Linked DNA regions of Sus scrofa: all the other regions are linked to region 4. The links are chromatin contacts, called in public HiChIP or PLAC-seq maps. All regions are on one chromosome and are shown on one strand. The core of a region is the stretch at or near the end of the contact, and the rest is flanking DNA. Distances in the headings are between cores, read along the strand shown. Region 1 overlaps LOC110257721 (a long non-coding RNA gene). Region 2 overlaps LOC106506896 (a long non-coding RNA gene). Region 3 overlaps LOC106506896 (a long non-coding RNA gene). Region 4 has its middle 86 kb from the start of EGFL6. Region 5 has its middle 100 kb from the start of TMSB4X. Region 6 holds the start of TMSB4X (thymosin beta 4, X-linked).

Region 1 (4,343 bases), core at 1,778-4,277, 350 kb after region 4:
AAATCTGAAAGTAAAAGTCCAAAAACAAAAACAAAAACAAAAAACAAAAAAACCCACAAACACCCAACAGTATGGAGGAAAATGCCTTATTGATGAGTGGATCTGCATAAGCTGCACTTGAACCTTTCCTGCACACCTGCCCTTGCACCCATGACATCCTAGCCACCTCTGATTGAAGAAGGCACCCTTCCTGCAAAACCTTGTCTGCCTTTCTGTTGCGTGACCTGCGTAAAGCTCAGGTGTGGTTTGAAATTTCATGCGCAAAGTGGGAAGCAGTTCTGATTTTAGCTGGTTGAGGTTACCTAGGTTACACAACAAAGCAAAAAGAGCTGAACTATCTGTGTAGATGAAAAACAAATGTATGCGGAGAGGGAGCAATCGGTTTTCAGAAGAAAGAGCAATGTTCTTTTCGATGGAGCTCCCCATTGAGAATGAGCTCCTTGGTGGTAAATGAAGGGAAAGGATTGGGGGGCGAGGGGCTGGCTATTGTGAGTCCCAGCAGGACTTCTGAACAGCTAACAGAGTAGAAACTTTTCTTATTGATTGTAGGCTGCAGCAAAGTTTATGGTTGCCTGTTTATACTGATTCCGTGAAGGTCGATGGGTATTGTGGCAATAAATTCTCACATAACATCACAGTGGTGAGAGAAGGGTAACTTTGGGGGTTATGCCCATGATATGTTTCACGATTCTTCTGGTGCACTTTTTTTTTTTTTCCCCTCAAATTCAGTTGAAAATGAGCATCAAGGCATCAGAAATGCCGGAGAATGATACATCCGGTTACAGACCTTCCCTACTGCAAGTGGGGTCGGGTGGGACCAGCAGCATCACAATCTTTTGGGAGCTTTTTGGAAATGCAGCATAATTAGAATCTGCATTTGAACAGTATTCCCAGATCAACTGAACATACAGTAATTTCCCAGAAGCACTAATCAAAGTAAGTACAAGAGACTCAGCATCTTAGAGATCCAGTTCTGGGTTCAAATGGTGCTAATTCACTGGTGGCCTTGGACAAATTCCTCACTGTCTTTGTTGTTTCCATCATCTCCTCTTTCAAGTGTGCCTAAAATCACCTTCCCCTACTTTTTGAACAATATTCTCACTGTTCCACGAGATCATGGACATGAACCTGCTTGAAAGAGTACTAAGCGTTGGTAGATATGAGATCTTGGTAATGGTAATGGCCAACATCCACAGACCTCAACCACATGTCTTACTCTGTGTTGACTTCTGAAGCTGGCGCTTCCAGTTCCATCTCACAAGAACTATCTGATGAGAGGAGTCCTGTGAATTTCACCTCATACACAGAGAAGCTGAGCCGTGTGGAAATGCAGTGCCTCACACAAGGTGACATACATCGTCCATCCCAGAAGGGAGTTTGAGCCCCTAGGCTACGTTCTTACCCCTGAGCTACACTGCCTCTGACATACACTATGGAAGAGTGGGAACATGAAATTACCACAGAGGACAGTTTAAAAACCACTGTACAGAGAGAACAAGGCATGGCACATTTTAAATTCTTTGTTTTTTTAATCGAGGAAAAGAGAAGAAAACTTTAAAAAGAGAAGTTCCCTGGAGATTAATGGTTCAACGTCCCTGAGTACCCAAACCAACTTGACCATGTTATCAAATGGGGTGGCCAGCTGGCCTCCTCTGTGACTTTGCTTCTAGCAGTTAAGTGTGAACTGGATTACCAGTACACGCAATACGCAAGGAGATGCCCGGGGTTACCGAGTGAGATTCACTGTACCACATACTTAAAAAATAAGTAGTTGGAGTCACAGGTGAAGGAAGAGCAAATCTTATGCATAGAAATTTACAGAGCTGACCCTTGTCTTACAATTTAGTTCTCAAATGTTAGCGGTAGAAAGGCATTCTGTACACTTGGCAGGATCTACTCTGATCCCTTTGGCAACAGAAACTTAAAGCATCCAGAGAGTTCTAAACCAACGTGCTGTCATTTGGAGACCTCGTAAAAATCCCCCTGCTTCTTGACTTTGAGCTAATGTTTCCATGGAAGGATGGTTCTAAGAGCTTTCTCTCTCAATTTCTAAGACATTCCCTTTCTTACCCTTAAGGAGATCAGTGGAAACGTTTGGAAAACCGGATCAGAAGCTGAATGGGATTGGGACCTTATCAATGCAGAAAAGCTCTCTGCTTGGTAGAAAGCTCAGCAGAATGTGAACACAAGCAGATGAGCTGTTAGGATGTCCAGGCCTAGATAAGGATGCCAAGTATTCTGATGGCAAAAAGTGGCAGAGATGTAAAAACTCTGATTTATCTGGGAGTACTAAAAGCTTTAAGAGAGCAAAATATAGCATCAGGGTAAGGAGCTAAAGGGTATAACAAAAAAGCTGCTCCAATCTTCCGGTCAGCTTTAGGAGAGCAAATGGATGAAAAGATGATGAAATCCTCTGATGCTAACTGGTCACCATTATGTCTGCCAAGAGTGCATTTTTTGGTTGCAGTCTTAGGTTCCACGTTTTCTCTGAATCCTCACTCTTGGCACACACAGAAGAGAGGTAATTCGCCACATGGGGCTCCCTCAAAGCAAGGTGACCATTGTAATCTTCCTTTCCAAAGACAGGACCAACCCTGTGCCGAACTGTGTATCTTTGGGCAACGTGGGAGTTGGTTCTGATTGAAGTGAATTTAGTGTTTTTGTGAAAACTTGGGTTCCCCTGGGTTTGGTTGCTCTTGTGCAGGTTGGCATGGAGGGGTTAGGCTAAGAGGCTGGGAGAGAGAGCATCATCACCCAGTCTTCACGTTGTCACCCACCACTGAGAGTTCTGGTCAAGGTCACTCATCTTCTATTTGCACAAAGTGGCGATGCAAATAGATTGCTGCTGAATCAGCTTCTCAGTGAAGCAACATTTCTCCGAGGAAAACAGCTTCCTCTTTGTGGGCGAGGAACATGTCAAAACCATGTGCTTGGAGGCTCTTTTGCTTTTTCCTGGGACTAGCTCTGGATCTCTGAGAGAAAAATGGTTGCTAAGACCTACAGGGCTGTTGCAATGAAAGTATCCTAAAAAGTTTCACTAAACCACAGAGATTAATTCAGAATGTTACATCATGTGAACTCTGATTTATAGCCAGTCTATTTTTCATTTAGGGAAAGTCTGTTTCCAAATATGAGTGAAAGGCTTTTAAATGAGACCTTCTGATTCCCAGAGATACTTTCAAATGCTTGGATTTGCTGGGAGTGAGGCCAACACGAAGACTAACCAAATAAACACACTGGGGTTCCTCTCAAGATGTGCCGACGAGCTGCTCTCTCCACTGGAAGAGAAGGTCACGGACCAGGCTTGGGGCTCCATCCCACACCCCGTAGGAAGTCTTGCACCCGTCCTAAAATTCTGGAGAATTCCGTAGGTGATGCCTCTCCTCTCAGGTCTCTGCCTCTTCTTGCTCCCAACTCTAGCCCCAGCGCCAGGCCCTGTGATCTTCCTTTATCCTAGCCCCTCGCTGCCTCTGAGCCAACATTCTAACGTGGGGACTATGAGGGAAAGAAGGGGGATGATTTAAGTTGTTATGACAGAGGCCAGCTTTTGTTTCACCCCCTCCATGTCAGACCAATTCCCCAGTGAAACAAGGATCTGGCCAGTACCTTTAGCCTCATCAAGTTCTCAGTCAAAATTTTGAAATGATAGGTCTTCTTTAAAGGTTTTATCTGTTTCCTGATCCTGATGACATCCTTAGAGAAAGGAAAAGGCCCCTCAAAGTGTCTTCCTACCTTCTTTCAGATGAACCCCCAGGGATCCGAACTCGTCACTTCAGCAAGGAAATTAAACCTTTGTGCAATAATGGGTCTCACCCGATAGGATATAAGTTTGCCAAAGATTCAATTTCAGTCTGTTTAGGTTTGTGTCCCCAGCACGTTAAACATGACTGGCCTAGAGTGGTGCTCAAAAAATACTGAGCGAGTGACTGACTAAATGAATGAATAAGTGGCCAATGAATAGATTTGAAATTCATTTGTTTGCTGTTAATGAATTAAGCTACTAGTGTATGCCAGAAACCCTGACAGACAACGGACACTGCCAAAATATAACCGGCTTGACACTTGCCCCTGATGAACTGTAACTGAATAGGGAAGATAAAACAAATAGACAATGGCTTCAGTCAAAGAGACACCTTGGAGGTTGCAGGACAGAAGGCTAGACAAGGACTAATGCCAAATCGAGGCCGAACAGGTGAGAAGGATCTCCTAGGTCAGGTCAGAACTCTATGGAGTAAACAAAGCCATCCCACTAGACAGGTACTTCCTTTAGTTACAACAAAACACGAAGAAGCCCTTTAAAGCTATATCTTGCTACGCATTAGCATTTGTACAAATGGCTCTAT
Region 2 (4,258 bases), core at 1,344-3,843, 430 kb after region 4:
TCTGAAGGAATATTATCAAAGAATGTTTCATACACATGAAAACATGCTCAATATCACCAATTATTAGAGAAATGCAAGTCAAAACTACCATGAGTTATCACCTCACACCAGTCAGAATGGCCATCATCGAAAAGTCCAAAAACAATAGATGCTGATGCTGGAGAAGGTATGGAGAAAAGGGAACCCTCTTACACTGGTGGTAGGAATGTACACTGGTACAACCACTATGGAAAACAGAATAGGAGTTCCCATCGTGGCGCAGTGGTTAACGAATCTGACTAGGAACCATGAGGTTGTAGGTTCGGTCCCTGCCCTTGCTCAGTAGGTTAATGATCCAGCGTTGCCGTGAGCTGTGGTGTAGGTTGCAGACATGGCTCGGATCCCGCGTTGCTGTGGCTCTGGCGTAGGCTGGCGGCTACAGCTCCGATTCGACCCCTAGCCTGGGAACCTCCATATGCTGCGGGAGCGGTCCAAAGAAATAGCAAAAAGACAAAAAAACAAAAAAAAGAAAACAGCATAGAGGTTCCTCGGAAAACTAAAAATAGAACTACCATATGATCCAGCAATCCCATTCTTGGGCATCTGTCTGGAGAAAATTATAATTTGAAAAAATACATGTACCACAATGTTCATTGCACTACTTACAACTGGAAAGACATGGAAACAACCAAAATGTCCATTAACAGAGGAATGGATAAAGATGATGTGCTACATCCATACAATGGAATATTATTCAGCCATTTAAAAAAGAATGAAATAATGCCATTTGCAGCAACATGTATGGACCTAGAGATTATCATACTGAGTGAAGTTAGACAGAGAAAGAAAAAAAAAAATCATAAGCTATCACTTCCACGTGAAATCTAATAAAAATGATACAAAAGAACTGATTTAAAAAAACAAACATACACACAGATTTCCAAACCAATCTTATGGTTACTAAAGGGGAAACCTTTGGGGGGGGGGGGAAATTGGGAGGGTGACAATAACATACACATACGACTGCATAAAACAGATGATTAACAAGAACCTCCTGTAGAGCACAGGAAAATCTATTCGGTAGTTTGTAATAACCTATATGGGGAAAAAGAATGGATATATGTATATGTATGACTGATTCACTTTGCTGTACACCTGAAACTAACACAACATTGTAAGCCAACTATACTCCAATTTAAAAAACAAATGTTTTCTGTTACCAAAGTTAAAAATCTTTGTGGTCTCTGTTCTCTACTTGTTTCCTAACTCTTCTTAACACACATTATTTGGACTGTATGTTTATGCTTTTACGATGGATGTTAGAAAAGAGGTACCTTATCCCATGAGGTACTGTTTGAGAAGCGGTTTGCAATAACAAATCCTTAAGGTTTGAAGAGCAGCTAGGGTTGGTTTAAGGGCTCTCAGTCCCACCTAGTCTGTGCAGATTTTCCGAGTTACTGGGGTGTCTACTTCCTTTGTAAATTAGGATGCTTTTCTCTCCTGTGATTATCAAGGCTGATTGGTTTTGCTCTGCACTTCCCTGGAGGTCCTTGTCTTTTCTTTGGCTCACCTTCTGTTGCCCTTCCTTATTTGTAGATCATCGAAGGAGGCAAGTTTCCTTTGAATGTCATTAACACTTTGTAATTAGCCAGGAAGTTAACAAGAATACCAAATGTCCCTTTCCCATCACAGGGCCAGCCGCTGTTTTGTTTTTCTATCCTGAACTCCAAGCAGAAACTGGCCGGGATATAACTGCCCCTCTAGGCGAAGAGTGATTAATTTCATGGGGAAGTGAAATTCACCCAGCTCTTGACCTGTCCCACTCAGGACTCAGCAAGCTTTTCTTTCCAAGTGCCATGGTTAATGCCTTCATCCTGGAAAGCTCGTCAGCCCTCAGCTTCCTCCTCAAACACAAACCACGAAAGGACTACGCATTCACAGTGCCGACAGCAATGCTACTGAGAGGCAAAACGCAGGAATACCTGGGCTCTGGAATCTAGCAGACTCAAGTTCAAGGGGAGGCCTGGGTAACACCCACTTTTTTAAGTTAGGGGGTGAGGTATAACTTACATATAGTAAAATTCACCAAGGCCTGGTATTTGAACTTGCACTTTTCTGTAATCCACAGAGGAAACTCCACCACATTCAGAGTCAGGAAGTATAGACCCTGGGTACCCATCCCCTTGCCAATGTCACTTAACAGCTCTCACTTCTGTCTGGCTTCTTTTGTAAAACAGAAGAGGGGAACTAGGTGATGGTAAGCCCCCCCCCCCCCCCCGCGCGGGTTTTAAGAAGTTCGTAGTGTTCTGTTTTAAAAGACCCTGAAACAAAACTAAACCAAAAATCTTGTCTTCCCAAAAGATCCTTATCTCATGAGTGAAGTTCAGTGTTGAAAGAACTAAAGCTTCTAGAGCTCAAAGTTTTATTTTTACAGTTGCTGCTGGGAGTTTTGCTAAGCGTGTGGGAGCAGAGAGTTCCCACCCCCTGCTTTTAAGCTAACCCGCAGCCCCATTCCACTCCTCCGCCTTGGTCACCCCAGCCCTCCAGTCCAGAGGCAGTGTGAACAGGAAATCAAGTTTCTCAGAAAGTTCAGGCTACCTTGGACGGGTGCCAGATGGCGCTGGAGTAAAAGTGCCGGAGGCGGACAAAGAAGGTTCTCGTCCTCTGGTTACACAGCTCTCTCCTTACATCTCTCCCTTAAACTTCCTCAGCTTAAATGCCAAAACGTTTCTGCAGCTGGGGAAACAGTGCCGCATTCTTTGGTTGTGGCCTGGGGTATCCGTTCCACCCGTTTTTGAGCCAGACACTTTGGCGTGGCCGATCTTTCAGTTTACCTTGGCTCCCTTCTCCCAAAACCAGAGAAACGAAGCACATGCATTCCTGGGTGGACGTTTACATTTGGAACGGAAATGGGGACATTCACTCCCATAATGTAACCAATTTGGAGCTTCGGGAGGGTGTTCTCCCCAATTAAAACTCTCTGACCTGATTCCCATCATGCACCTCTTCCCCCCCTCCCGGCTTCTCCAACAGGTGGACACAAAAGCTTAATATCTGTGGGCAGTTCCAAGGGAAAGATCACCTCATTTTGTGACTCCTGGCCATTCATGGTAGCCTTGGGGGGTTGTGTGGGGTTTTTTTGTTGTTGTTTTTAAGCCCTATTGGAGAGTCGATTTTCACGGGATCTTGTTGAGTCTGACTGAGAGAAACCACACCAAAGTCTTTATCCTCCTCAGTTTATGGAAGCCGGTCCCAGTATGGGCTGCACTGTTAGGATGGCATCTGATGACCTTTTACTTTGTTCTATTATTTCTAAAGGGCACATGGTAACATACTATAATTTTTCTTTTCTTTTTTTTTTGGGGGGGGGGTGAGGACCACACCTGCAGCATGTGCAAGTTCCCAGGGCCAGGGATCAAATCTGTGCCACAGCAGTCACAATGCCAGATCCTTAAACTGCTGAGCCATCAGGGTTCTCCTAAAATATTTCACTGTGTTTATTGTTTAAAAAAGGAATGAGCACAGGGAACTATATCTAATCACTTGTGATGGAACATGATGGAGGATAATGTGAGAAAAAGAATATATATATATATGTGACTGGGTCACTTTGCTGTACAGCAGAAATTGACAGAACACTGTAAACCAACTATAATGGAAAAAAATAAAAATCATTAAAAAAAAGAAAAGGAGCATGAGAATCAAAGTGATCAGGAGAATTGACTGCTCCTCAGTAAAGCTAAAAAATGCAAAATGTCCATCTCCTTTCATTGGAATATAAAGTCAGGAGAGCTGGGATTCAGGTCTGTTTCCCCTATTTCTCTATCACCAGCACCTAGAATAATACTTGGGACTTAGAGTTGAACTGATGAAACAAAGAGACCCTTGGGCAGAGGAGGCTCTAATGACCTGGTGGCCTACATAAGCAAACCAAAATCTAGGCCTGTAAATACCTCGAGATTACCAAACTGAAACGTAAGGACAACCAATCCCAAACAGCCAACTAGGCTTGAAGTCACAGCCAATAAATCATTTCCTTATTTTGCTTCTGCCCTTTCTCTATAAAAGTCTTTCCCTGAGCTCCAGTCAATGGCCAGCTCTTAACCACTTCCCGTTTGGTGCTGCCCCATTCAAATAGATTTTTGCCTAAACTCAGTTTATCTTAAGTTTATCTTTTAGCACTAGGAAAGAGTTAATCAATCTTTGCTGAATGATTGAATAAATGTATGAATTAATGACCTCTCATAGAATCCTCTCGAAGAGAGTCTTTTCAACCAAA
Region 3 (4,538 bases), core at 390-2,889, 460 kb after region 4:
CTCCATATGCCGAGAGGGCAGCCCGAAAAAGCCAAAAAAAAAAAAAGCGATTGATTTGACTTTAGAAAGAAGATACATCAATTAGTCCACAGAAAATTATTTAGCATGTACTTCTGTCCAGCTTTAAATTCAACTAATATTTATCTGGTGCAGATGCTTTCACAGACTCTATCTCACTTTACCTTAAAGCACCATTAACTGAACCAACTTGTTCTCCATAAGCCCTTCCTATTAGAAAACAAGGATTAATTTGGGTTCTTAATTCCTTCCTCTTGTCTTGCTTCCTGAAGATCCTGTGATGCACAATCTGGCGAAGTCCAATATTCTCTTTCTCTTGGATGAATAAAATGTCAGTGCGTATGAACGTGAGCATCTAATGAAAATAACTGACACCCATTCGCACTTGCTATTGGCCAGTTGATGTGCTAGACCCTTTACAAGTATAATCTTGTTTAATTCAGGCACCAGCCCCAAGTGGTAGGTGCTAGAAGGTTAAAATGAAGCTAGAATGATCTCCAATTGACACTTGAGACAACTGGAACATGGGGAAGTGAAATCACTTGCACGTTCACACAGCTATTAAGTGGCAGAGCTAAGACTCAAGACGGCTCCCTTTGACTCACAGAGCTGTGCTTTCCTTGCCCAGTGTCAGCCAAAATTCTCGGGTGGCTGTCTCTGACTTTGGCCTCCTGGTGATGAGTCACAATTAGGTTACTGTTGTATGACAAAGGTGATGGCTGTCACTCCTTTGCTGTGGGACTTTGTCTGGAAAAGGGAGAAGGGATTTTGCAAATGTAACTGGAGGTCCCAAATCAGTTAACTCTGTGCCATCAAAAGGAGATTATCCTGGGTGGGCCTGACTTCATCAGCTGAGCATCCTTTAAAAAAGGGCTTCAGCCTCCTCTGAGTCGGAGACACTTTCCTGATGACTTCGAAGAAACAAGCCACTGTGTGTAACAGTTCCAAGGACAAGACTTCTGCCCCCAAACTGCATGAACCTGGAAGGGGACCCAAGCTTCTGGATGAGAACACAGCCCTGGCAGACACGTTGATTGTATCTTTGTGAGATCCTGAGCCAAGGACCTTGCTGAACCATTCCCGGACTCCTCATGGATTAAAAACTATGAGATGCTAAGTGTGCTGCTTTAAGCCACTCCGTGTGTGGTAATTTGCTATGCAACAGTAGAAAATTTAGCCAACAAGTACGCACACTATTTGATAACACAAATAAAACTCTCAGTAAAAAGTGTGAGCACACCTAATATGTAAAAGATGTATTAGGTGTTTATAAACTATATACATGAGATTATCCCCAAATAAAACATTAAATACACACACACACACCCACCCTGGAAATGACAAAGCACAACCATTGTCCCTTGCCCCCCCCCCAAGGTTATAACAACTATTGAAACTCTCATCTTTGTTATCCCCTCACGAATGGACTAAAAAGGGTCCAAAATAAAAGTAAGAGGCAGACTTTTCAAGAACCTGACTGTAGAACTTTGAGAAACAATTCACAGTAGGACACAGACTTAGCCTTTTCAGAGGCTCTCCCCTCCTCCAAATTAGATGCGCTTTGAGAGCCTAAACATTCCAATGTCATCCTGATCACCGCCTACTCTGACCCAAGTCCGAGCTGTGTAACCCTTGCCCAGCAGTCAGTCAGCAAGGGTGTGTGACGGCCTGGTGATGCACAGCTCAGCTTTCAGGAAGGGAAGCATGCTAGTCCTGAAAAGGCACATTTTGGCGAGAGAGCAAAATATGCCTTCAGTCACGATGCTCTATTCTTCAACCTTTCCCACTATGCAAACTTTAAGTTTCTGATTTCTTACTTTAATCTCCAGATTTGCATTTTTCCTGCTTATGCAAGATGCTTCACTGGAAATTACACCACGGGAGAAGTTTGGTTTACATCCCAGGCCAGTTGATTGGAGTCATTTTTATTTTTTGTCGTTTTTGTCTTTTTGGGCTGCACAGGGAGGTTCACCGGCTAGGCGTCCCATTGGAGCCGTAGCCGCCAGCCTATGCCACAGCAACGAGGAATCCTTAACCCACTGAGCGAGGCCAGGGATCGAATCCACATCCTCATGCATACTAGTCAGATTCGTTAACCACTGAGCCACGACAGGAATGCCCACTGGAGTCATTTTTATATGTCTACCCACTTCATGCCAGACCTCAGTTCTCCTTCTAAAAATAGCTTTGTCTGGACAAAGAGGCTGCAAACTTTTTCTGAAATGAGCCACAGAGTAAATGTCTTCCCTCTTGCAGGCCACATATTCTGTGTGTTACTCAACTTTGCCATGAAAGCCGCAAATGAATGAGAGGGCCAATCAAACATTATTTATGGATGCTCAAATATCAATTTCATGTAATCTTTACATGCCAAAAAATAGTATTCTAGTATTCTTTGGAGTTCTCTGATGACCTAGCGGTTTAGGACTCTGTGTTGTCACTGCTCTGGCATGGGTTCGATCCCTGGCCCGGAACTTCCACATGCCATGGGCACAGCCAAAAAAAAAAATAGTTTTTTGTTTTTTGTTTTTTTTTTCAGATGCACCCATGGCATATGGAAGTTCATGGGCCAGGGATCGAATCCAAGATGCAGCTGTGACCAGGTCCTTAACCTGCTGCACCACAGTAGAAACTCCAGTATTTTTCTTTTGATTTGTTTCTCTGGTGCCTTTCAAATTTAAATACCAGCCTTAGCTCTCAGGCTGCAGAAACATCTGTAAGTGGTCATATCGGGCCCTCACACCAGAGTTTGCTGACTCTGGTGTGTAGAGAGATATTATCAGTTAATGAATTAATCATAATTTTTTTTCTTTTTGGAATGAAATTTCACGGATGAAAAAGTACAAGTATATAGATATGTATTAAACTAGCAAAGATGTCCTTACAGTGGTCAGGCTTACAAATCCTGAGGTTGATTTCACTTTTGCTGCTGGAACTGGTTGTGAATTTCATTTTACACCCAATTCAACCAGGATACACCTTGTGGTTCTTACAGCTAAAGACTCCGGTAGTAGCTTAAAATTACCATGGAGTCCTTTGTACTATGTGACATATGCAGCTCAGCATGTATGAAAAATTAGCCATGTGATGGCAGAATCCTTTTTTTTTTTTTTTTTTTTCTTTTTAGGGCCACACTCAGGCATGTGGAGGTTCCTAGGCTAAGGGTCCAATCAGAGCTACAGCTGCCGGCCTACACCACAGCCACAGCAACGGCAGATCTGATTCGCATCTGTGACCTACACCACAGCTCATGGCAACTCCAGATCCTTAACCCACTGAGCAAGGCCAAAGATCAAACCTGCAGCCTCATAGATCCTAGTCGGGTTGGTTAACCACTGAGCCACGACGGGAATTCCAAGAATCCTTAAATGTGATTGGTGGCAATCAGCCAAAATAATCAATCCGGAAGTGACTGAGCCATGTTCAGATCTCTGCCAACTTCAGATAATCACGAAATGTCTAGTTTTTCTTTGTTCTCAGGCATCACATTGAACAGAAAATATACAATTTCAGTCTCAGATATAGCTTATTATAGCATCATGCTGGCATTGCGTTATAAAACAAACAAGTTTAAAAGATGTAAGTGACTGAATCAGTTCACATATTCTTAGAAAAAGCACCTCCTTAGCCAATGGGAACATGGCAAGTGGCAATCCCATGTTCCAGAGTTCAAATTCGTAGGCACCGAATGATTATGTATATAATTTTGTCTTTTACTAACCCCGGAAGAAAAGAAGGAAGGAAGGAAGGCAGGTAAGAAGGAAGAAAGAAGGACGGAAAAGTATAAATTATTTTTCTAGAACTGCGTAGAAAACTAGTCTCATGATTGTGTGTTGTCCTGTCAGGCTATCAGAGTTTTGCTGGTCTATGCCAATTTTATGCCATTGTACACTCTACAGCATAATATGTTGATGGATAATGAAAAATCAGGAGTACCCACTTGGGCGGTCTGGCAAAACTCCATTTAAAGTAAATATATAAGCTCCTGGAGATATCTACATGAGGAATGTTCTTTTTAAAGCTCATTGTTTGCTTAAATCCAATGGAAAAAAAGATAAAAACCAAGGAATAAGAGCTATAAAGAGAAGGCACAAATATTAAGACTGGCAAATGGAAAAAAGCAGTAAGGGGATACACGGAAAGCCAAGTTCAACTGTGCAGCTGTTTATATGACTTTCTCTATGTGTGTATGTATATATATAAATATATACTTACAATTTTAAAAATACAGAAGAGTACAAAGAAGAATATAAAAACAGCTAATCGCCAAATCCACCATCTATAACTAAAGCCCTCTGTTTCTAAGGAGTGCTATTATTTAAGGGGGAGGGGTATTACTTTCACTATTGCAATAAAAATGGCAAACGTTTTGAACTACAAGAGTCAAATAAGAGGAATAACTCGGCATCTAAGTATAGAACTATGGAAACTCCCATCTGGAAAGGACATGACATAACAGAGACCACCCAGATTCTCTGGTGTCCCGTCGGGTAATAAGAAATCCGTGCTCTCTAGCTGAC
Region 4 (4,710 bases), core at 265-2,764:
GTAAGCCGAGCCTCGGAGTTCTTATGTGCGAACCATATTGTTTTTTTTCCTTTCCTAGATAAACAGAAGAATCTAAGAACAAGCCCAAATTGGTTCACTGGGAAAAGACAGGGAAATAAATGGAGATGCTGGCCAGAGTGTCGCCACCCAAGAAGGGCCCTGCTCCCAAGAAATGCCTTTATTTCCAGGTAAACTGTCCTGGATCCATAAAGCCCACAGGACCCCCTCCCAAGCCAGTTTCCCCTCAGTAGAGGGCCATGGGGTCTCCAGGGCTGCCTGCGTCATCCGTGGGGTCTCTCTCACCTGACCCAGAACACAGCCTGGCTACAGGTCGTGCTTTTCAAAAATACATAGTTTTTTTTTTTTCATTCTGTTTCACATGGAGCTTGAAATTTTCCTTTAAATTTAAAACAAAGCAAAAAACCCCACAGATGACAGCAGAGGGCACCCTTCCCTCTGCTACGCTGCTGATGCACTCGGCACCTCCGAGAGGGAATCTGGACTTGGGTTTGTTTTTCTCATTCCTGGGATGGATGCTGGACACACATTCCAGCCTGAGCTGACACACCCATTACTGTTCTGGGGTCTTCCTCCATTTCCCCCGCTGTTCTCTTGTCTTTCAGCTGGTGATCTCCTATTTGGAGAAACACAGAAATGAAAACGTGGTGGCTGGTGGCAGCCTTGCGGGAGGACTACCCAAGCAGAGGGACCTAGGTCTTCTGTACAGTTTCCAGGGCCCCAGAATGTGCTAGAAACCCTGCTTCTTGATGGAAGCTGAGTTGGATGGTTGAGATCGGGGTTGGGTGCGTCCCCCAGTTGTTAACACCCCCAGGAAATGCAGGCTGGAAGCCATAAAATGCAGGGCATTCCTGCCCTTTGCCTCCACTCCTCATCTGTTCCTGCTATCTGCATGCCACGATCAATGTCACCCAGCACACCCTGGGGTCAGAAAGAGGGACCCTCGAAAAGCAGCAACTAGAGAACTGTGGGTGGATGTAACTGACAGACTCTCTCCCAACAGAAGAGCGGTCCCCACGGCAGCTGGGAAATGCAGACAGCCTTTCGGCTGGAAGGAAAATGGAAGATTCTATAGATTTTCCCAGGAGAGCTTGAGTAAGAAATGGGTATGAAGGTATTTATTCCTTGGATCAGGCAGTTTTCTACCTTTATTCTAGGTCACAAACTATAGAAATGATCCCCGGAAGTATAGGCTTTGTATTTATTCTAGATAAAATGCCCACTTTCGTTATCTGATTCTCTTTATTGTCGCATTATTGTCATTTTGACCTGGACTTCTCAGTCTGCCCTACTCCCCCCACAAAGAGGGCTGCAGGATTCCCAAATAAGGCAACAGGTTCCTGCCTGGCAGCGCCTGTGATCACGGCTGGGGCTATGTGTCAGGGAACCAAGGAAACAGAAAAACCATAGCCTTTTTTGGAAAGCCTCCTGCCTTTCTGGGTGGAGAGACGTGAGAACTGCTTTGCTGACTCATTCCCTCAAGGTTGAGAGGAGGCTGAATTTTGCCTTGTATGTCTTCAGGCTCACAGGTTTAGCGGCAAAAGTTGCCAGTCAGAGCAGGGTGTGTCTTTACCACCATTCCTTTAGAATGCTTCATTGGATTTGCAGACACACATGAGAAATGCCTGCCATCAGCATTCTCTCCCCACGGACTGCCTGGTGTTTTCTGATGCTGACATCATCGGCAAACCAAAGATGTCCCCGAATGTGCCTGGACAGTGGCAAGGTCCAAGTGGAGAATCATCAGTTATGCCATCTCCCGCTTCAAAATGTTTTCCTAAAAACACTAGTAGCCTTTCCTGAAAACACTGGGTCTTCCGAAAAACTCTGGCTCTAAACTTGTTCAGATGCTGCACGGCAGGTGACAAATAGATGGGGTCTTGGCAGAAATGGTGGGGCAGCCTCATCTATTTAGGGTGAGTGTGTGTGCTGGAGACCTTGTAAGGTACAAGCTGACTGATGCAACATATAAAGGAAAATGCTGTAACTTATTAGGTGGTTTCTGGAAACCACAACTGAGATGAATTCTGGGCTCTGAATGGATTGTTAACATATGCTAAGCTTGCCCCAAACTTCTTCGACTCTTTCTAAAACCCTATTTTTAGCTTTGCTGCCAATTACTCATAGGGCACCACTCCTTTTCTCCCTCTGTTTCTCTCCAGCAATTTATCTTCTGACTAGATTATAATTGGTTTAAAGATAAGACCAGATTTATATTCTTTGATTCCCACTCAGTGCCTAGCACCTAGCGATTACAGGTGCCCAGTTGACAAGGGTTGAAAGAACATTGTTAAAAGAACTACCCCTCCCTCCCTCTTTGCTCTCAGCAAAGGAAAGATAAATCTCTCTGTATTTTTTCCCTTTTCTTTACAGAAGTTACAAGTGAGTGGAAACCTTGCCTCAGAGTTTGTTCTAGTCCCGGGTCAACGGGAGCATGTGATTTGAGCCTGGAGCCCAGCCTCTGCAAACCTGAAGGTGAAAAATGAAGGCTAAATGGCGCTGCTGTTTAAATTGCTGCTGTTTCCTAGGTACTAAGATGCCCCTCCCAATGGGCTGGAAACAGGAGGAAGAGAAAAGAGAACTGGCCTTCGGAGCAAAAATAAGAGAAGGTGCCATTTCCGTTGCAGGTGGGAGAATCAAGGCTGATTCAACTGACCCTTAGTGGATTGGGCCTCCACAGTCCCCAAAGCATCACCCCCTGTCCTTTGGAAGCGCATGTGTGCATGCACATCCATCAAGCAGCAGACACTCAAAAGAAACTGAAATCCTGCAGCAAGACCATGGGAGTCTTTCAGCCGTTTCAGGGTTCTCAGACTAACCCAGACTGGAGCTTCTCCATTTGGCGTTCTTCGGTCAATTACTGTGTCCTGAGGGTTGCCATGATGGAGAAAGGACCTATGGGAGAAGGCTTTTCCAAAAGAGACTGGAAAAGCTGAGAATGGGCTCTGTCTTGGAGAGAGGCAGAGTCGAGCTCTTGGCTGGCGATAACAACGCCTAATGTCCCTTAAGGGATTACTCTCTGCCTGAGCTACGATTGAGGCTCTGTGCCGAGCACTCAGATGCTCATCAGTATGGCAACCACTCCTTGAGGCAGACACTGTCACTGTCCTTGATTTACAGATGGGGAAACTGGAGCACAGAGAATGGGATTAATGGGCCCAAGATTACACAGGAATGATGTGGGTTCAGGGGCACTTGGCATAAAAGGGTGACTTTATTCTTTCTACCTTTATTCGATTCTGGGAAGAGTCTGATGCAGAATGCCCGCTGAAGCTACTCCTGTGTTACCCTTCTCTACCTTTCCGTGAAGGCTCCCAGCACGCACACAGCCTTGTGTCCATGTCGTGAGAGCTGATGGATAGGATAGGGGAGGGGAGCTTGGCTCTTCCTGACTCCACTGTCGACAGAGTGAGGGGAACACCATCTCTGACTCTTGGTGCTAGAGAACCAGGACTGGTGGGGGGAAGGGCCTGCGATGCAGATGGATGCAGGAGGGAGGGGCGTGCTCTACCCAGAGGAAGAAGGCCTGAGAGAGGGGTGCAGAGAAGTGGACGTCACCACTAACAGACCCCAAACATCCGAGCAAGGACCGTGGGAGGAAACAGGCTTTCTGTTGTCACAAGAATAGTACAGTTTCCTCATCTGAAAGGGACAGACAGACAAAGAGAGTGCAAGGTAAAACGTTCTAAGACCGAGTAAGCATGACCTTGCAGCTCCAATAACTTAATGCACTCAATTTGCTATTCCCGTATGTTGTGAAATTGCCAGAAAGCAGCAGACATAGGTCCTATTTTGCCCCTTCCCCATTCCCTATGTTCCCCATGCCTGGTCAAGTACATTTCTTCAATGCCTTCCTGCCTTAGGCGTTGCAATCTGGTGCTCCGCAAAGTGGCTCTTGGGGTCTCTTCTTTTTGACTGCGCCCGAGGCATGTGGAAGTTCCCGGGCCGGGGATCAAACCTGTGCCACAGCAGAGACCTGAGCAGCAGCAGTGACAGTGCCAGATCCTGAACCCACTGCACCACCAGGGGAACTCCTGGGGGTCTCTTCTTCTAAGGGCACTGATGTCATTTCTGAGGGTTCCACCCTCATAACTGACTCCCTAATGCCATCACATTGGGGGTTAGGATTCAACATGTGCATTTGGGGGTGGGGGGGACTGATATTCAGTCTAGCGCAGGGACACTGAAGGGCTGGAGGACACTAGCTGAGGGAAGCTGGCATGGATTCACATGCGGAGAATAGAGACCAGCGGACGGCACAGGAGTTGGGTGTCTCTGCAGACCCCTTGGGACTTGCATTTTCAGAGTATCCCCACCTCGGCTCGGGCTTCCTCTGGAGCATACCCTGAAATGTGGATTTGAGTACATGTAATTGTCGGGAAGGGGTAACCCTAGGAAGCGCTGGGTTAGGTGTGGGGAAATGAGACAGGGAAGGGAAGGAAGCAAACAAAAGGAGCTTTATCCAGCAGAGCTGATGGTGGCCGAGGTTGCGGGAGGTGGGTTGTTCAGAGGGCTCCTTCTGGAGTGGGGGTGCTTCTCTGGCACTTGGAGCTTGCGGTGGGCAGGGCAGGCCTGGGTCATCAAACAAGGCCATCAGGCGAAGAGTTGAGATGCTGGCATTTGGAAGGCATGCCACAGTGCACCGGGGGTATAGGCCAGGTGCTAGCTTCACCATGCACATCCGCCTCAGCC
Region 5 (4,327 bases), core at 369-2,868, 380 kb after region 4:
CACAGAGGGGGGCCTTCTAGAACTGGCTTTCCTGAGACTGGGGCCCTAAGTGAGGGGCTCAGCTGCTGGAGTGTGGGCTCCTCTCCAACCAGACAGTTCTGGGCGTGACCTTCTGGGGGTCGCTGGGGACTTTCGCAACCTCAGGCCTGAGACAAGCCCAACGACTTCGCCACTTTCTTCTCATAGGGTCCTGAGGGTCAGAGAAGGTCAATGTCTTAGAGATGAGCGTTCCCAGGGCCATTCTGTACCACGTAAGGCCTCTGTTCTGGCCTGTACACCTAAGAAAACATCTCAGGGGAGTAGAGTGACATATCGTTAAGACCAAGGGGCTTAGACATCTGATGGCTGGGGTGGATTCTTAGCTCCACGCCTTATAAGCTTGGCCCCTTGGGAAAGTTATGTAACCTCTGTGCCTTGGTTACTCCTGCAAACTGTGCCTAAAAGTAGGCTCTCCTTTGTGGGATGGTGGTAAGAATGAGAAGGACGATGCATCGGAAGCAGGTGATGAATATTCACTTGCAAAAGGGAGAATGAAGTTTCTCGCTTTTGTGTCCTATCTCTCCACAAGATTTGATCATTCTTCTCAAGCAGCCCTTAAGGAGAAACTTTAAAGGATGCATTATTTTCCAGAGTCTCTGAGCAAAGGATTTCCTCCACATCAGAGATAAAATGCAGTAAAGCACATGACATTCCTTCAGAATCTCCATAATCACCTAAGCGACCTCTGGTTATTTAAACAAGACGAGTGTCTTTCTGTGGATTTTCAGGTAAATGATATAAAGCCAGAAGCTGCAGAGGAAGCTTTTTACTTCTTTTAAATAAAAGTACAAAATAAATGTTCGACACTGGCTCCTTTCTTTGCTTTGAAGCTGTCCCAGACACACACAGGCAGGCCCAAAGCATCAAGAAAAGTTGTCTTTTGCAACAGGGAGGGACACACACACATACTTCCCAAAGCCTTGCTTTTCAAGTGCATATATTATAAATCTAGTTGAATGAAGCAAGATTACAGCCAAATATGGGCAGAACATGCTGAGAAACCTCAATTGTGATTGGCTCTTCATGTTGCCCCAACAAGAGAACATTGTGGTTTCAACGTCGGCCCCAGGAAGCCTTGAAATCAACTGAATGGTTTTTCAAACTTGCTCTTCATCATTTCAACCAGGGTCCCAGGCTCACTGCTATTGGCCGCCAGAGGAGCCCAGCCCTGAATCTGGGCTGACATTTTCCACCCTTGTTTGACAGAACATAATTAACGAAGAAGCCACACCCCAGTGTCTGCTACATTTGCGTCTCAAGAGGTTTCAATCCCAGCAGTGGGTTGAATTTCAGTTTTCCTTCTTGCCACACTGCCAATCTATACTGAGCAAGCCAACCGGCTTAAACCCTCTGCAAAGCAAGCTAGGGTTCAGCTGGTTTTCCAAGCCCCATTGAAAGGCCAGTGCTGGTAAAAACATGCGGACAGCATAGCGTCAGCTGGACCCAACAGCGATGACCTGAGATGATAAAATGCTTTGCAGCTCAAATTTCCACCAAGTGTTTTAAAATATTTGGCGTTTGTTGCAGGCCTGCAGGCCTTGTGTAATTCTTTGTTATCTGCGGCACAGGCACTCTTTTTTTTTTTTGCTCTTGTGATCAGATCATGAGTCTCTTGCACAATCACCCTAGGAACTCTGGAGGGATGGAGACTGTTAACCCCAGCCTCGTTTTGTGAGCACCCCAAGGCCTCTTTAGATAGCTCTGCCTTGGCTGGGTCTTCCCATCAATCATTTGCACACACGGTCAGGTCCTGTCTTCCAAAGCTTTGACAAGCAGCAATTCAATCACAAGTACTTCATTGGACATTGATGGATATTTTATTACCCCAGGGGACACAGACAGTGATGCAGTCACATCCGGCCAGAAGCAGAAAAGGACCAGGATTGGTTCACCTCCAGCTGCCCCTGCCCATGGCAGAGTGTGCACCAGCCGAATGACCTCAAAGGTCAGCTTGTACATCCGCTTTCCTTTGAGCAACAGCTAATCGCGTTCGCAGGCACCCTCCCCTTCCTGAAACCACAAACCCTGAGTGGCTACCCCGTCACGAACCCAGAGCTGAATTAGGAAGAGTGGGTTTGGGGGACCTGAGGGAAATTTTGGATGAGGTGTACGTCATTTTTCACGTTTAAGGTGAAGGCATTTTGTGCTGGTCTCTTTGGTAAAGGTCAGTGGTTCTGCCAACATGGACCTGGAGGGGTCATGTCCTTCTAGAACAACCTTGGAAAGTACCCGTGGCTGCACATCTGATCCATTTGCCTCTTGGATCTTAAAATTCCAGACATGGAGCTGCTCTGTGCGTTCCACCTTCACTTAAGACACTGCATGGGCACTATCAGTCCCTAGTACCACGTCTAACAAAGACAAAGGAAACTTACATGACTGAATTGGTAGAGCCACTTTGGAGGGCAGTCTGACAACGTGCATCAACAGCCTTAAAAGTATACCTAAAAAAAAAGTGCTTACACTTTTTGATCTTGAAATTTTTATTTCTAGGGTCCTACTTTTGGCCACTATTCAGAGACAGAGTCTAAAAATCTATGAACTGGAATTCCCCTTGTGGCTCAGTGGTAACGAATCCAACCTGTAATCATGAAGATGCGGATTTGATCCCTGGCCTCGCTCAGTGGGTTAAGGATCCGGCATTGCTGTGAGCTATGGTGTAGGTCCCAGATGCAACTCGGATGCTGCATTGCTGTGGCTGTAGTGTAGGCCAGCAGCTGTAGCTCCAATTTGACTCTAGCCTGGGAACTTCCATATGCTGCAGGTGCCCTAAAAAGCAAAGAAAAAAAAAATCTATGAACAGAGATGTGCATTACAGTGTTATTCTGGAGAAAAATGACATTTTCAGTGTCCCTCAATAGTAATTTTTGAATATATACGGCATGTTCTTACCATGAACAGAGCCATTAATAACCCATGTTGTAGGAGAAGGGGGGTAAGGTGGCTAAATTACCACATAACACAAAACAAAATTGAGTATCCAGAACGATATAGGTTTGTAAAAAAAAGAGAGAGAGAGAGAGACGGGTGTTTCTGAAACTATGTCAGGAGAGAGAAACAAACACTAAAAGGAAATACATCAAAATGTTAAGTGCAGCTTTGGCTGGCTGAGGATGAAGTTCACAAGGGCTTTTTGGTTTTGTTTTCATCACTGTGCCCTTCTGGATGGTTCGAAGTTCCCACAGGTCTTAAGGGTTGGTTTTATCATGAAAAATTCATTTAGAGAAAGAATACCCTTAATTAATTCATTAATAACATGAACATGGGAGAAAAGCAAGGCACTAATAGTCCAGTGGACACGCGCTGGAGGCTAGCATGGGCCCGAAGCCATCTGTCTCTACTCTGCTGCTTTTGGTACAGGGTCATGGGGAATCCATAGAATGTGCTCGCTGGGGCAGGGGGAGGGGAGGGGGAGGCGCTCCTTTCACACTCAGATGTGGAGCTGGGAAGCTGGCCCAGGCCTTGGCGAAGGAGGTGGCCCCTCTTGCATGCGAATTGAGGGCCGTGGGCTGCGACCATCCTCCCAGCTGTCTGAGCAAATGCAGGAATTCAGAGCTGACCAGCAAAGGAGGGCAAGAGACGAGGCCAGGGCAGCTGGTGTCCGGCGGAGACGGTCTTCTGTTTCCTGGAGTTCACACAGGGGAAGAGGAAGCCTTGCTCAACCGCAGAGCACGTTGAAGCAAACTGTGCTGAGCATGAGGAGGGGCCCCAGACCCCAGAGAGCCCCGGTCTGGGGCGCTGTGGCTGTGGCTGCTGTGCTGTTTTATCTTCAGGAAACTGCTCACCGCTCGCTCAGAATTCTGACACCACTGTTCACTGGGGGCCGGATGCCTGCCCTGAACTCACTGAACGTGTGTCCACTGTTGTTGCCCAGAAGAGCAGCCGCCACCATCCCCCGGAGAACACGCTGAGCTGAACACGCTGCGGGGCGGGGGATGGAGGAAGGTTATGTGAGCATTACACGAGGCCACATTCTCTGGGACTTGTCTCTCATGGGGACCGGCCTCAACAGGACAGGCTGCGAGCCTTCTGGCCTCCCAGACTGACTTGCCTCGGCCAGTCCCATCGGCTCCATCTCCAAGAAGAATCTTGCCAGCAGTCAGGAGGCTCCCTTCCTCGGCCCCAGCCTCCCTTGGAGGTCCCTCTGCCAAACTGGACTGCTTTGAGCCCTGGAGCTGTCCCAACCCCTCCCTAAGGCCTCGATGGAATGGCTAAGCTGAATGTGCAGTCTTCTCTGTATTGTCTTGTGGCATCTGTGGGCTGATGGATAGTCTTCCTAAATACCTAA
Region 6 (4,443 bases), core at 974-3,473, 480 kb after region 4:
TACCCATCCCTTCCCTTGCAAGGCAGATACAGGCTTCTAGCCGATGGTCTGCTTGATTGTCTAAACCACAGGTAAATGGTTTCCTGTGCATTTCTCAAAGTAAGTGTTGAGCAAAGGAAATGAAATCAACCTGTTTAATAATCACCAATTTGCCCTCCACTCCACTCCTTCAAAAAGGGTTTTAAAGGCAGGGGCAGTTTAACATCTTGGACATTTGCATTGTCAATCTTAGCTTCAGTGAGTACCAGCCTTAAAAGCCATCTCCACTTTAATAAAATGTGTAACTCTTTCTTTTGAAAAAATACCTGCACTCTTCCTTATGTAAGAATGGAGGAATCCACTCAAGACCTTAAGATAGCTTGTTTTCCTTTCTGCCTATTAACGGCCCCTCAATCTAAGGCTTGGCTTTTACCCACCAGTTTAAATAGGTGTATTCAAATGATTGAGAAGTTATCAAGGACTCAAAGCTAAGCCCTGGAGGTGAGCCAATTAAATCCTACTGGATTTTAAACAGCACCCATTTCATCCTTGTCCCCCTGGTGTCCTTCAAATCCAACAGTTTTTCATTATCTAAATTGAGAATTCATCTTAAGTCCTAATCATGCATCCCAAGTACACCGATTTCATAAAAGCTATTTTAACGACTTAATTCCAATTGGAACCAGCCATTAGACAGAGGAAGCACAGCTCTTGAATCCTTTTATAAAGCAGTTATTAAAAATGTTAAATTTTCCCTTATCTCACAAGATGCATTCGCAATTGGCTCAATACCCCTGGCTGTTTGACACCTGAAACAAAGAGTGTGCCTGTGAATCACCACCACCTTCGGGTTCTTGATCAGGTGTGCAAGAGATTCAGTGCTGGCTTAACCCTTTTTTAAAAAGAACTGCAAATTTATGTTTATCAAAATTTTCATTCAACTCTGGATAGTAAGAATTCCATCAGCCTAAAAAAAAATACAAAAAAACCAAAAAAAAAAAAAAAAAAAAAAAACCCCATCTCCCGGTTACCTAGCATAGACGCGAGGTATTTCAAACCTGGATGAAACCCATTTGTGTCTAGCATAGACGAGAGGTATTTTAAACCTGGATGAAACCCATTTGTGTCTAGCATAGACGCGAGGTATTTCAAACCTGGATGAAACCCATTTGTGTCTCCGGAGAATTTACCCAAATTACCAGATGTCTGTCACCTCCTGCTTCCCAGCGCACCCACTCTTTTGGCCCTTTTGCCAAGGTTTCCTCTGAGGAAGCCGCTCCTTTCAGAGACCAGACCATCACACCAGCCACGTTTTAAACTTTTTATTTGCATATTAAAAAAATTGTGCATTCCAATAATTAAAATCATTTGAACAAAAAAAAATGGCACTCTGATTAAACTGCATTTTACAGCCCGCAGGACACCTTGGACCAGCTCGCTTTTTACTCTAAATTCCACCCAGCTTCCTCCTTCACCAACATGCAAGTTCTTTTCCTTCCCTGCCAGCCACCCAGGCAGATGGGAGAGGCAGGCGCGGCCTTCGTGTCAGTAGTTCGCCATTCTTTGATGTGAAAAGGGGCAGCACAGTCATTTAAACTTGATCCAACCTCTTTGCATCTTACAAAGTTAAACAGCTAAAAGAAGTAAAATAAGAAGGCAATGCTTGTGGAATGTACAGTGCATACTGGCGGCGCGCGCCTCATTACGACTCGCCTGCTTGCTTCTCCTGTTCAATCGCTGTGACCGGAAAGAAAAAGACAAAAAGAAAAAGAAGATGGAGGAGGCTGACGAGGCGAATTCAGTATAGCCTAGGATAGGAGTCCCGTACTTTCGTTTTAAAACATCTTTATCACAAAAATTCTCCAAGGACAACTGAGGCAGCCCATCATGCGATATGTGCATGAACCTGAACATGTGTAAATATGGTCTGTTACACATTCCATTAGGAAATTATTAAACCCCTGTGTTTGTTGGCTGCAAAACGCTTTTAAATTAACCTTTCCAAGCCATATTCATCAAAAACCTGTGGGCTCCTCCCCCGCACACCCCGCCCCCCACCCCAATTCTTCTCCCAGCCCCTCCCAAGCTCTCCTACCCGCCCCGCCCTGGCTTTTTCTTAAAGGGGGTGGGGGGGGCTTGCTTACTTTCTTTTGAAGGCAGTGGATTTTTCTCTTGCGTTTCTGTCTTCTTCAATTTCGACTTATCGAATTTCTCAATCTCAGCCATATCGGGTTTGTCAGACATGGTTGCAGAGGACGCTGCAAAGGTACAAAGCCAAGAGGGAGGTTGACGGCGAGCCACCCACCCTCGGCTCTCCGGGCCCAGAAATGCGCTTCTGCCCTTGCCTCTCCCGCCTGAAACCCCAACTCAGCCTCCTTCCGCTTTCACTCTGGGCTAAAAAAGATCTTCCTCTTTCTACAGAGAAAAAAAAAAAAAAAAAGAAGCCTCCCCCCCCCGCCCCACCTCCTTTGAGTATTTCAAAAGGCCGGGGACCGAGCCGAGGCTCTTCTAAGGTGAGATAAACTCTCACATTTGGAGGCTGTCTCTTTCGGAACAATGAAATTAAGCCTTGTGGCTCGTTAACTGCAGCGTTTCAACTTCAGAGAAGAGCGTAGCCGTTTGGCGTTTAAGGGCAAGAAAATCGAGTAAAACTTCTTAAAATGAAGCCACGGTGGCACAAAGCGTTTCCATTTTCTATCCACGGCCTCTCTCCCAAAGATGCGGGCTGCCCTGCTTTCTTCTCTAGTCACAAAGGCGGCAGCTGCTGCCGGGCGCCGCCGACCACCGCCCTACCCGCTTCCTCCCTCTCTCGCTCAACAATGCAGCCAGCCGCGCACAAAGCTGCCCCCGCACCCTCTGGATCAACCCTGATCTGCATTTCAGAGCCATTCGGCTGCACCGCACACATTGCCCTGCGAGAAGGACCTTTGCAACATTTCACAGCACAGCCTCCAGCCGCCTTAAACCCCAACAGATGCAGCCCACGGGGCTGGAGGCAAAACGGGATTGCGAAGCCCCGCGCTTGGGTGGGTGTGAGCTGGAACAAAGGATCTTTCTGTTCCTATTAATCACCCGCCTAAGAGGCAAGGCAGAACGCCTTTGGGGGAAGGGAAAAAATGTTCCCTTCGAAGCTGCATAGCAAAACGCCAGTTTTCACTTAAAAAAAAGAAAAAAAATCACCGAGTTCCCGACCCGGCTACCCAGCATCTGGAAGGGTTTGGCATCCCCAAGCTCCCCAAAGCAGCCTTTTCCCGGGAGGACGACTCAGGCTCGGCTGTGGGGATGCTGGCGGGGAGAGCGGGCGCGGGGCAGGAAGGGGAGCGGAGGGCAGGAGGCAGGGGCCCCGGGGCTCACCGGAGCGAGGCGCGAGCGAGAGGAATCCGGTCTACGCAGTGGCCGCCGCCGAGTGCCGGGCGGGGCGCAGTGGCTGTCGCTATATGCGCGCTCCTATGTAAATGAGGTGATGTCACCCGCCGGCCCGCTTAACCCCTTCGCGCCGGGTCCCCGGAACGGCGGAACGGCGTCCGGGCCCTGCCTGGCGTTGAGGGGGAGGGGGGCTGGGCCCGGGGGAGGGGGCGCCACCCGGCGTCCACCCGTGCACCTAACCGCAGTGAGGGTGAAAAATAAAATGCGTGTAGCCCACCCTGCAACGCTTCCTTTATAATGCATTTTCCCCCTTCTCTGTTCTGTCATAATGGATTTTTGCAACAGCCGCGCAAACCTGCTCTTGGGCACCGGAACCTGGTAACTAAGGGCCTAGGTGGTACCTAGGGGGACAGGCATTCCTTTACTGCGTAGCTGCAGTAAAGGAGCATCCCCAAGGCGGGGTGCGGTGTCCCCTGCCCCAGGGCCTCGCCCTCTGCAGGGGTGCGATTCCTGTGACTCAGCTTTGAGGCCAGGGGAGGCCCTACGCCCCACCCTGGCCCTCTTTGTCTCCTTACTTGCATTCTCCTAGACTTGGGTGGGAGCCAAAGCACCCTTAAGTGATTGGGGAAGAAAAAAAAAAAAAGTGTTACATGCATTTTTTTTTCATCGCTAGCACCCAAATCAAATAACTGGAATATCTGCTGGTTGGCAGTTCATTTCTCAGGAGTATAGAGAGCCCGTCGCCTCTCCCTGAGAAAAAAAAATAAGTCAAGTTCAAGCTCTGCTGTTGCCTTGCTGCCTGGACAAGGAGGAAGTTCTTTTACTTCTGCTGTTCCTTATTTTCCTGAATTATAAAAGTGATTGCGAAGGAGGCCCCGGGTGGAAGGCCCAAGACTGCAATCGCACCATCTCTAACACCCGAAGATGGAATTTAAAAGTCGAACTCCGTATTGCGAAGGGAGGCTCTTGAGCACGATTCCATTTTGAAGCGCGCTTCTGAGTCACGTCCGGAGACGCGGGAGCTCCAGGGGCCGAGGAGCAGTTTTCAAAATGGCCCCTGACTCTGTCCCACGAGGGGCCCTTCCCCCGGCAACTTAG

What was found. HiChIP or PLAC-seq counts read pairs in DNA pulled down with a chosen protein or histone mark.
Region 1: an H3K27ac HiChIP or PLAC-seq map of alveolar macrophages shows a contact between it and region 4. The contact joins two enhancer-like sites. A contact is called at or near these places in 9 of 47 Hi-C or Micro-C datasets (blood, embryonic fibroblasts, fibroblasts and 4 more) and 1 of 2 datasets of contacts at active chromatin or transcription factors (alveolar macrophages).
Region 2: a contact with region 4 is called in an H3K27ac HiChIP or PLAC-seq map of alveolar macrophages. The contact joins two enhancer-like sites. A contact is called at or near these places in 5 of 47 Hi-C or Micro-C datasets (embryonic fibroblasts, heart right ventricle, skeletal muscle and 1 more) and 2 of 2 datasets of contacts at active chromatin or transcription factors (alveolar macrophages and skeletal muscle).
Region 3: an H3K27ac HiChIP or PLAC-seq map of alveolar macrophages shows a contact between it and region 4. The contact joins two enhancer-like sites. A contact is called at or near these places in 2 of 2 datasets of contacts at active chromatin or transcription factors (alveolar macrophages and skeletal muscle).
Region 5: an H3K27ac HiChIP or PLAC-seq map of alveolar macrophages shows a contact between it and region 4. The contact joins two enhancer-like sites. A contact is called at or near these places in 5 of 47 Hi-C or Micro-C datasets (alveolar macrophages, blood, embryonic fibroblasts and 1 more) and 2 of 2 datasets of contacts at active chromatin or transcription factors (alveolar macrophages and skeletal muscle).
Region 6: an H3K27ac HiChIP or PLAC-seq map of alveolar macrophages shows a contact between it and region 4. The contact joins the promoter of TMSB4X here to the enhancer-like site in region 4. A contact is called at or near these places in 2 of 5 promoter capture datasets (fetal liver and fetal skeletal muscle), 10 of 47 Hi-C or Micro-C datasets (blood, embryonic fibroblasts, epiblast stem cells and 6 more) and 2 of 2 datasets of contacts at active chromatin or transcription factors (alveolar macrophages and skeletal muscle).

The regions. Positions count from the first base shown.
Region 1 is chrX:9,777,280-9,781,622 of Sscrofa11.1, reverse strand. All of the region lies in intron 2 of LOC110257721 (a long non-coding RNA gene), which reads right to left. Among named protein-coding and RNA genes, the nearest start is that of TMSB4X, 130 kb to the right of the region's middle. Within about 2 kb of position 3,027, at least 10 of the 83 cell types and tissues checked have an H3K27ac peak or open chromatin away from gene starts, as enhancers often do. A contact at or near this core is called in alveolar macrophages and subcutaneous adipose tissue, where this site is marked.
Region 2 is chrX:9,706,101-9,710,358 of Sscrofa11.1, reverse strand. All of the region lies in intron 2 of LOC106506896 (a long non-coding RNA gene), which reads right to left. Among named protein-coding and RNA genes, the nearest start is that of TMSB4X, 58 kb to the right of the region's middle. Within about 2 kb of position 2,593, at least 28 of the 83 cell types and tissues checked have an H3K27ac peak or open chromatin away from gene starts, as enhancers often do. A contact at or near this core is called in alveolar macrophages, skeletal muscle and subcutaneous adipose tissue, where this site is marked.
Region 3 is chrX:9,669,517-9,674,054 of Sscrofa11.1, reverse strand. The region is part of intron 2 of LOC106506896 (a long non-coding RNA gene); the gene reads right to left. Among named protein-coding and RNA genes, the nearest start is that of TMSB4X, 21 kb to the right of the region's middle. Within about 2 kb of position 1,639, at least 3 of the 83 cell types and tissues checked have an H3K27ac peak or open chromatin away from gene starts, as enhancers often do. A contact at or near this core is called in alveolar macrophages, where this site is marked.
Region 4 is chrX:10,130,070-10,134,779 of Sscrofa11.1, reverse strand. No RefSeq gene overlaps it. Among named protein-coding and RNA genes, the nearest start is that of EGFL6, 86 kb to the left of the region's middle. Within about 2 kb of position 1,514, at least 46 of the 83 cell types and tissues checked have an H3K27ac peak or open chromatin away from gene starts, as enhancers often do. A contact at or near this core is called in alveolar macrophages, embryonic fibroblasts, epiblast stem cells and 5 more, where this site is marked.
Region 5 is chrX:9,751,597-9,755,923 of Sscrofa11.1, reverse strand. No RefSeq gene overlaps it. Among named protein-coding and RNA genes, the nearest start is that of TMSB4X, 100 kb to the right of the region's middle. Within about 2 kb of position 1,618, at least 25 of the 83 cell types and tissues checked have an H3K27ac peak or open chromatin away from gene starts, as enhancers often do. A contact at or near this core is called in alveolar macrophages, retroperitoneal adipose tissue and skeletal muscle, where this site is marked.
Region 6 is chrX:9,648,506-9,652,948 of Sscrofa11.1, reverse strand. TMSB4X (thymosin beta 4, X-linked) reads right to left here and starts at 2,223. Exons shown (of 2, transcript NM_001044555.1): 1 at 2,124-2,223; 2 at 1,682-1,716. The coding sequence starts at 2,223. The coding sequence ends at 1,682. It overlaps LOC100511794 (a long non-coding RNA gene), which reads left to right and starts at 3,546. Exons shown (of 3, transcript XR_002340577.1): 1 at 3,546-4,443.